2 separate regions of the Gossypium hirsutum genome follow, and region 2 is linked to region 1. Evidence: chromatin contacts called from public Hi-C data. All regions are on one chromosome and are shown on one strand. The core of a region is the stretch at or near the end of the contact, and the rest is flanking DNA. Distances in the headings are between cores, read along the strand shown.

Region 1 (4,204 bases), core at 1,334-3,833:
AATGCTAAAACTCTAAAATCAAAATTCAAAACCTTAAACCTTAAATCCTTAAATCTAGATCTTAAACCTTAAAAGTTATTAATATTTATTTATAATAATCACTATTAATATTTAATTATGTTTAAATAAAATTATTAATATTTATTTACAAATCCTTCCTTTTTTTTGTTTAATTTAATAACAATATAATATTATTCATTAACGATACATAAAACTTATACACAGATAATACATCAAATACTATTCATTTTGAAACCATTCAATTAAATTAAAAATGAAATAAATAGATGAAGTTAATGTCATTGTTAAATTGATTTTGCTTGGTCTGGAAATTCCAAAACAGTGGGAGGACAAGACAAAAATCTCTTCTTTATATGTGGTCGAGATAAAAACTAAGCAAATTTCCTTTCAGCCAATAATAATATGAAACGTAGCACTTTCATTGCTTAAAGAGAAATTAAAAGAAAAAAAAATACATAATAATATTTGGTACACTATTAATTAGATTGAGGAGTGTTTTACTATTTTATAAAGATAAAATAAAATGTTAAAAGAATAAATATTTAAAAAATACACATGACAAATTTCTAAAATTATTTATAAAATTCAAATTATATTAAATATTAATTCAAAATGTATATACATCAATTTCAAAAAGTGTTTATAAAGAACAAGTTAAATAATATTTTGAAAAAGAAAATGTGATTAATAATTTTTTAAAATTAAATTTAAAAATACAATTTAAAAGTTTGATTTTTATTTAAAAAATATTTTTTATTAATTCCCATGGACGGCGGCGATGATGCAAACTCTTCTTTACGAATTTAGTTATTTCTTTTACTAAAATAAGATGTCAAGAAATTGAGTTTATAAATACTAGATTTTGTAATTTTTGGGTTTACTAAAATAACACGTGTTCGATTTTTAGATTTATAATTTTTTATAATGAAGTGTTTAAATATAAATAGTAAAAATCCTATCACACTCATATGAGTGTGAAAATCACGTACTTATAGTACAAGTGTGTATTTAAAAATAACATAAAATAATAATCAAAGATAATGTTTAAAATTAATAATATAATAATACATATACAATGGGTATGAAATTAAAATAAAAAATTAGTTAAAATTATAAATAAAAAAAATTAAATAGATAAATACATCAAATTAATTTTTTTTTCTTTTTATGTTTTGAATTCAAGTTGTTTAATCTAGGTGATTTTTTATAAGAAATTGAAAATTTTAAAAATTTTAAATAATTAAATATAATGATTAAAAGTTTTATTCATTAAGTAAATAATTAAACATTTTTAAATATTCCCAACATTTAACATGTAAAAAGTAAATAAAATATGAATGATGAATGGATTTTTTTAAAAAATAATCATATAAAAATTAAAGAAATACGTAAAATTAATTTGAAATTACAGGTTTTACCTCATTGCTAATTTACTTTTTTTTATTAGAGTTATTAATTTATTGTTCTATTTTTTTTATAGTAGACTAGGACACGCTTACGATGTCGTGTGACAATTTTTTTAAAAATTAAGAAAAATAATTATAGTTTAGATTAAAATGACAACAGATAAATAATAAAGATCAATGTTTTTTTTTCTAATTTTTAGATTTTAATATTCTTTTTGTGTAAATGTATTTTTCTAAATTTATTAAAATATAAAAAATTCCTCAAAACACGGTAATTAATTAAATTATGACATATCCTTCAAAAATAATTTATATTTATATAAAATTGATGTAAAATAAATAAATCTTCCATTTCTATTATATTCTCCTAAAAATTATTTATTTTAAAATTTGTATTTACCACTTCCAATTATATTATCTCCAAAAATTAAACTCAAATTATGTTACTAATAGTACAACGTGCATGCCATTACTCTCTATCAATATATCAATTAACCCTTTTAGTAATAGTACAAATATTTAAGTGCATATAAATGTTGCTAATTAAGACATAATAACATTTTTCGCTTCTAACTTCAAAAATAATTATTTTAGTTTTCTATTTAATTTTCTGTTTTTTTATAGCTTTTAAATTTATATTTTTTTATTAAATTACATAAAATGGTTGAAAAAGTTAATATTTTTTATTTTCTTGATGTAACGCATTACTATATAGTTAACAAGTCCATATTTAATTGATTTTTTAAAACTTAATTTATTTAAAAATTTAAAAAATTATTTTTAAAATTATTAACAATACATATTTTTAGTATTTTTAAAATTTTAAAAAATAATTAAATGCTGACATGTCATCTATACAATAATTCACATATATGTCATATCAGTAAAGTTAACAAATATTAATTTTTCAATCTATTTTAGATAAATTTAATAAAAATACAGATTTAAAGATTAAAAGAAATGAAAAATTAATTAGAGGGCTAAAATAATTTTTTTATAAGGTTAGAGGGAAAAAAAATTATTATGTCATTAAATAATAATAAAAAGAGAAAACGATTTACCCCACTACCTCTAGACACTCGCCCGCGGGAAACCAACGGTTAATATTTTAGAGATAATAATATTTTAGAAAATATTAAATAATGGCCTTTCCTTGCTCCAGCTTTTGCCACGTTTTCCTCCGACGGCCAGGCCCTCATTCGTTCCACCTAAACACAAAAACAAAAAAAAGCGTTAAAATGCACTCTTTTTTCTGTTTTCCACTCGAAATTCCTCAGATTCAGAAATCAGAACTATCTTCCTCTCTCTCTCTAAAATTCGTTGTGTTTCTCTCTCTAGAAAGAAGTTTCCATCGTCAATTCCGCCATGGACGCAGCAGCGCCGCCGTGGCTCGTCTACTGCGGTGTCGATCCCGTCCGTTTCTCTTCCCCGCGCTCTAACAGAGTATCTATTCGTACTCGAACCAGACCGGTTCTCGCTGTAGCAACCGACCCTAAACCTACTCGTAAGACTCCGTCTCAGTCCTCTCCTTCAAACAACAACGTCAACGGCTCCTCCAAGTCCTCCTTATCTAAAAAGTCCGTGAACGGAGTTTCTACGGTAAAAAATAAAAAACCAATTCTTATTTTTATTGGAAATAGTTTTTTTTTTGGTGAAATGAGATTTGATTTCACGTGGTCAACTTTAGTCTGGTTGCTGAGACAGCAATGAAAAATGAAAAGAAAAATTAAGTATTATTTATTTATTTATTGTGAATACCATTGTGTAACTATTGGTCGGTCGGTTCAGTCGAAAACATCGTTAATCGAATTAATTGAATTGTTACTTTATATTATGAATAATCCGCCCGAATTATAAAAAGTTTAGCGGTAGCCAACCACAATTATTTTGATAATTAATCCAACTCTACCATCAATGAATTAAAATTACGTTTTAATTCTTTTTAGTAAGTATAATAATCTAATACATATTTATCAGTTAAACATGTATCCCTACAAAAGCACATTTATAATAAGTTAAAAACTTCTACATATAAAACTTAATAAATCTAATAAAGATTATAAATATAACGTTTTATATATATTTTTTGGGCAATTTTGTTATTTTTTTTAAATTTCTATTCAAATTAAGTGAGAACCAAAATTTTTAAAAAGTTTATACCATAATCCATATTAATTAATTTAGCTCAAATTAATTTGGTCGGTGGTTCATTTGGTTTTTTACTGAATTATGCACACGGAAGAGTTTATGTTATATATTAATTACTAATGAGTATAAAACTTTTAAATTTTTGAATTGCTGATTTTGCTTTTGGTCAATGTTTTAGTGTTCTTTTACTTATTTGCTTTGGTGATAATTGAGCTACCAGAGGATGGGAGACGTTTCACAGGAAATAAAAAGAGTGAGAGCACAAATGGAAGAAAATGAAGATTTGGCTATACTAATGAGAGGACTTCGTGGCCAAAATTTACGGGATTCACAGTTTGCTGATGACAATATTCAGCTTCGGTTGGTTGAGGTAAAAATACAGTTATTGTAGCATATATCTGTCATGTTTGAATTCTAGACTTCTAATCTACTTTTATTCTCTCAGCTTGATGTTTTAGTACAGGGGACAACTCATTTCATTTTCGGAAAGTGAAATGTTTTGAAAGCTTTTGAAAAGTTTAATGCCATTAGGGCTGGTTTAGTGATGCTATAGCCGACACCATTTACTGGGCTTGCAATTTCTAGCTAGTGTGCCATTTCTTTATTTTGCTATGCCCAAATTTTTGGTT
Region 2 (4,535 bases), core at 519-3,018, 130 kb before region 1:
TAATCATCAATCAGGCAAGAATAGGCAAGTGTTTTCTCATCCATCAGCTCTTTCGCCGTTGCATCCATTTTTTCCCTCGACAATTCATCTATCTTGAGCCCTGCCATTTGCAATGAAATATTCTCAAATAAGCAAATCATTGCCTCAAGTATGCATCAATTTTGGCATGGTCGAAGTGAATGCAACTTACCATTAACAATTGACCATTGTCCTTTCTCACATGTAACTGGGAAGGAGTACATAATGCCAGGCTGAATTCCATATGACCCATCAGAGTACACTCCCATGGACACCCATGTTCCCTGAACAAATGAACCCAAAGTAAATAATAGAGTTGTCAATACAAGAAGCAATGTAAAAATAAAGATTAACGACCTTGGGTGTTCCAAGAACCCAATCACGTATATGATCACAAGCAGCACTTGCAGCTGACAATGCACTCGATAGCTTGCGAGCTTTGATAATGGTGGCCCCTCTCTGCTGCACCGTGGTAATGAACTCGGTGTTCAACCTAGGAAGAGTTATTATAACGATTGGAAACTTATTAAAAAGCATCAAGATAGACTAGGGGTTTCTTGTTACCAATTATCATTTGCTATGGCATCTCTAACAGATTTCTCTCCATTTGTGGTTTTGACAGTTGCATGATTAATGTCTGGATATTGAGTGGACGAGTGATTTCCCCATATGATAACATTCCACACATCACTAACATGAACGTTTAGCTTCTCAGAGATTTGGCCTAATGCTCTGTTATGATCGAGACGAGTAAGGCAAGTGATGTTTTTCTCCGGAATTGAAGGTGCAAATTCTTTCAAGATAAGTGCGTTGGTGTTGGCTGGATTGGCAACCACTAGCACCTGGATGATAAGAACTGGTACTAATATATCTGATGTCAAATTTCATAACAATTTGTATTGGTAATTAGACTGGTTTTCTCACCTTGCAGTCAGGAGCAGCATGCTGTTCCAAGGCCGAAGCTTGAGCTTTATAAATCGATACGTTCTTGGACATCACATCCTTCCTTTCCATACCTTCTTTCCGTGGGAATCCGCCAACCATGACAGCTATATTGACGCCCTGACAGGCTTCGACAACATCCGTCGTCGCAACAACATCTTTTTCGAAACAACATGACGAGAAATCATAAGTAATTTTCAACCAAGAAAATGGGAGTCATGAGACATATATATACCTTTGAGCAGAGGAAAGGCAGCATCAATCAGTTCCATTTTGACTCCATTCAAGGCCTCAGCTGCAGGTTCGATATCAAGCATGTGAATAATTACAGGCTGATCAGGGCCTAACATGACCCCCCTCGCAATCATGGGAAGAAGAGCATAGCCAATTTGTCCTGTTGAAGAAAATCAAACTTTTGAAACTACATAAGCATAAATGAAACTATTTATGATTTATGTGCACGATTTGTCATATTTGATAAAGGAAAAAAGATGATAAAAAGACAAGAATTGCTTCAAGCTTGCCTGCAGCGCCGGTAACGAGTACCGTCACAGGCTCTTTTTCTATGACCAATAGACCACAGATGTGCTTGATTATCTTCCAGAACAAAGTTACAGAAAATAGAACTACCAAGATTTTCTGAAGCAAAATAATATACTCCTGTTCCATGCTTTCCCAAATCAAACGATGATATAAAGGCCTCTGTTGAATTCATGACTATATATACATATGTATGTATATGATATCATTGGTGTAAGAACCTCAGAGATGATCACAATGAGGAAATCAGATGCTAAAAGGAAGTGTGCAAGGAATGAAGGAAAAAACCATCAAGAGCTCTCTACTATAAAGAAAAGAATCTAGCTTCCATATGATTGTCAAGAAAATGGGTGAAGGACAAAGAACATAAATAAAACAGTATATGGAAGCTTGCTTTCATTAACAACTAAACGTGCAATGATGGGTTTTCCTATACTTACAGGCCAATTGAAATATATAAAGTTTTCTTCACGGGAATCAATCAGCTTTGCTAAGGAAGAAGAACAGTACGTACGGACAGCACTGGTAACTAAAAGTGTTAATATGTATTTCCCCTTGAATTTATCCAAAAATATCTAATTGGTACTTAAATTTTTATTTAATCACTTATTGATATCTCCACACTAACTCTATTAATTTGTGTTGCAATAACATTAGTAATTAATCTAGTGATTACATGCAGCAGCTTTTCAAAATACTATGTGATAAGCATAAATTAAAAAAAATAACAAAAGAATAGTACAAATTTTATTTAGGTACATTCTGAAAAAAAAAATTATAACTTTTTTATTAATTTATATATTTTAAAGTTTCTTTTATATTTTTCATGTGGCATATTAATGAACTATCATGTGTCATTAATAGATTGATTATCAATTCACATTAAAAAAATAAACGGTATTAGTGCATATGTATTAACCTAGATGATATAATACAAGTTAAAGTACTAATCACATAAAAAAATTAAAATTTCTAAACAAATTCAAGAGACAAATTAATATTATAAAAAATAGATAGAATAATTTATTTGAACTTCAAGTTTACAAAAATTCATTTTAGTTCTATTTAATTTTTTTTAAACTTGTTTGTGGAATCACTCAAAAAGAGAAAAAGTAGTTGTTAACTTTGCTGTTCACATAAATAATTAATTAATTTTTTAAAATTAATTTTTTTAAATAATTAAAAATTATTAAAATTATTTAAAAGTATAAAGATTATAAAAATATTTTTTAGTTTTAAAAAATTAATTAATTGCTTATAATATTTTTAGATAACAATTTTAATTTTGCTTATAATAATTGTAGGTAAAATACTTACCTCAATCCACACGGTTTTTTGAACCATATTTTTTCCACACAGATTAAATTGGTAAAAGAACAGAACACAGATCGCTCTCGCGCTTTCCCTCAATCAATCATTTTTCTTACCATGAAGATTATAGATTTTTTCCTGATCTCATCACTTCTCTTCTCAATCTCTAGGGTTTGTTATCTCTAAATCTCTTGTTTTATTTTCATATAATTATATCTGATTGTAATTTTTCTTTTAGTTGATTCAATTTCTTTCTTTCTTTTTCTGATTTTTGTTACTGTAGGCTGAATCTATTGCATCAGTTTTCTTCATCGACAGTTCTACTCATCAATTCCTTCGCGCTCCATCCTCTAACGATGTCTCTCAGGTTTTATTTAGTTATTTATTTATACTCTAATTTAATTCACTCATTTATAATTAGGTTTCAAGAATTATAATTTGGTGAAGATTTTAAGTATTAAGAGATTGTGGATAGTTAAGTTGAATTGTCCAGAATATGTAAAATTGGAAAATAACATCTGGAACTTATGTAGTATTTTAATTTAGTGATTTTGTTTTATGTAGATGTTTTACTATGTATAAGAGCTTTCTTGTTCTTTGTATTATTACTAGTTTTAAATTGATTAATGTTAAAGATTGTATTGATAATTTGATGTTACTATCATTTTCTGTCAGTCTGCCATTTTTATATGATATAAAGTTTTTCAATGTGTTTCTAGATGGACTTTGGATAGTAGGGGAAATTACTTTGTCCATATGTATATATATGCGGCTTACTGATATTGGAATAACCTTTGTCATGTCTCCTTTAACAGTCAGAGCCAATGTTGTTACCTGAAGTTGGTGCGACTGCATCAGTCTTGCTTGGTTTTCCACCACCCATTACACTTTCAGCTGCTGGCTCATCTAAGGTCACGCTCTTTAGTGTTACCTGTCCTCAGTAATAAATTTGTTAGTTTTCCTATTTCTCTTCTTAGAAGCTTTAATTCAAAGATATCCGACGCTTTTTTGCAGCTGAATGAGGTTCTCATTTCTAATCCGTTTGATAGACCTCGTGCTGTTTTTATGCTTGAAGTTAGTGGAGTTGATGGTACCTTTTCTTTTCATAAAAGTTCATTTGCTCTGATTCTTCTCCCCTTACTACTCTCAAGTGTTTTGCTTTAAATAAATGTTCTTTGGTCTTCAGATCCTCTTGTTGTTGGACCCAAGAATGCTCTCTTCCACAAAGCCTTGAAGAGTAGTGTTGGTCTTGGTTCAAGTAAAGTGGACATTCAACTTCCAGGTACCTGACCTTTTAGCAATACATAAAACTAGTGGATGTAGTCATAACATTTTTGTGTTTTTGATTTTCCCCGAATGCATATATTCATAATATTTGTTCACTGCATAAATTTTCTTGTAGATGAAGAGCAAGTATCTGTTATTTCCTTGGACGAGCCTCTAAGAGATTACACTGAAGAAGAGATCAATGACTTTGTTAGTTTATTATTCTTCGCTTGCTTTAGTTAATTTCTGGGTTGTTTATATTCGCTTTGATTGTGTATCTGGGTCACACATGTGACATTGGTTTTTAAATGTGTTTAGGCATCTTGGTTGGGTGCATCATATGTACCCGATGCTACTAAGCCACTGCATGGAATATTGGCAATTCCCTTGGAAAATGGTGACAATGTGAACCTTCATATGTCAAAGGTCTTATTCAGGAACCAATATTTATCTGCTGT

Evidence for each region. Hi-C and Micro-C count contacts between places; a contact is called where the count stands out from the background.
Region 2: a contact with region 1 is called in a Hi-C map of seedling, with 4 times the contacts expected there. The contact joins the promoter of LOC107890568 here to the promoter of LOC107942320 in region 1. A contact is called at or near these places in 5 of 34 Hi-C or Micro-C datasets (hypocotyl, leaf and seedling).

The regions. Positions count from the first base shown.
Region 1 is chrA09:80,812,439-80,816,642 of Gossypium_hirsutum_v2.1, reverse strand. LOC107942320 reads left to right here and starts at 2,583. Exons shown (of 13, transcript XM_041077108.1): 1 at 2,583-3,026; 2 at 3,796-3,945. The coding sequence starts at 2,793.
Region 2 is chrA09:80,939,639-80,944,173 of Gossypium_hirsutum_v2.1, reverse strand. It overlaps LOC107890568 (malate dehydrogenase, cytoplasmic), which reads right to left and starts at 1,768. Exons shown (of 7, transcript XM_016815056.2): 1 at 1,485-1,768; 2 at 1,196-1,354; 3 at 943-1,118; 4 at 583-860; 5 at 376-511; 6 at 191-302; 7 at 1-100. The coding sequence starts at 1,629. It overlaps LOC121206276, which reads left to right and starts at 2,792. Exons shown (of 12, transcript XM_041077112.1): 1 at 2,792-2,982; 2 at 3,095-3,178; 3 at 3,627-3,722; 4 at 3,826-3,901; 5 at 3,998-4,093; 6 at 4,214-4,287; 7 at 4,396-4,503. The coding sequence starts at 2,929.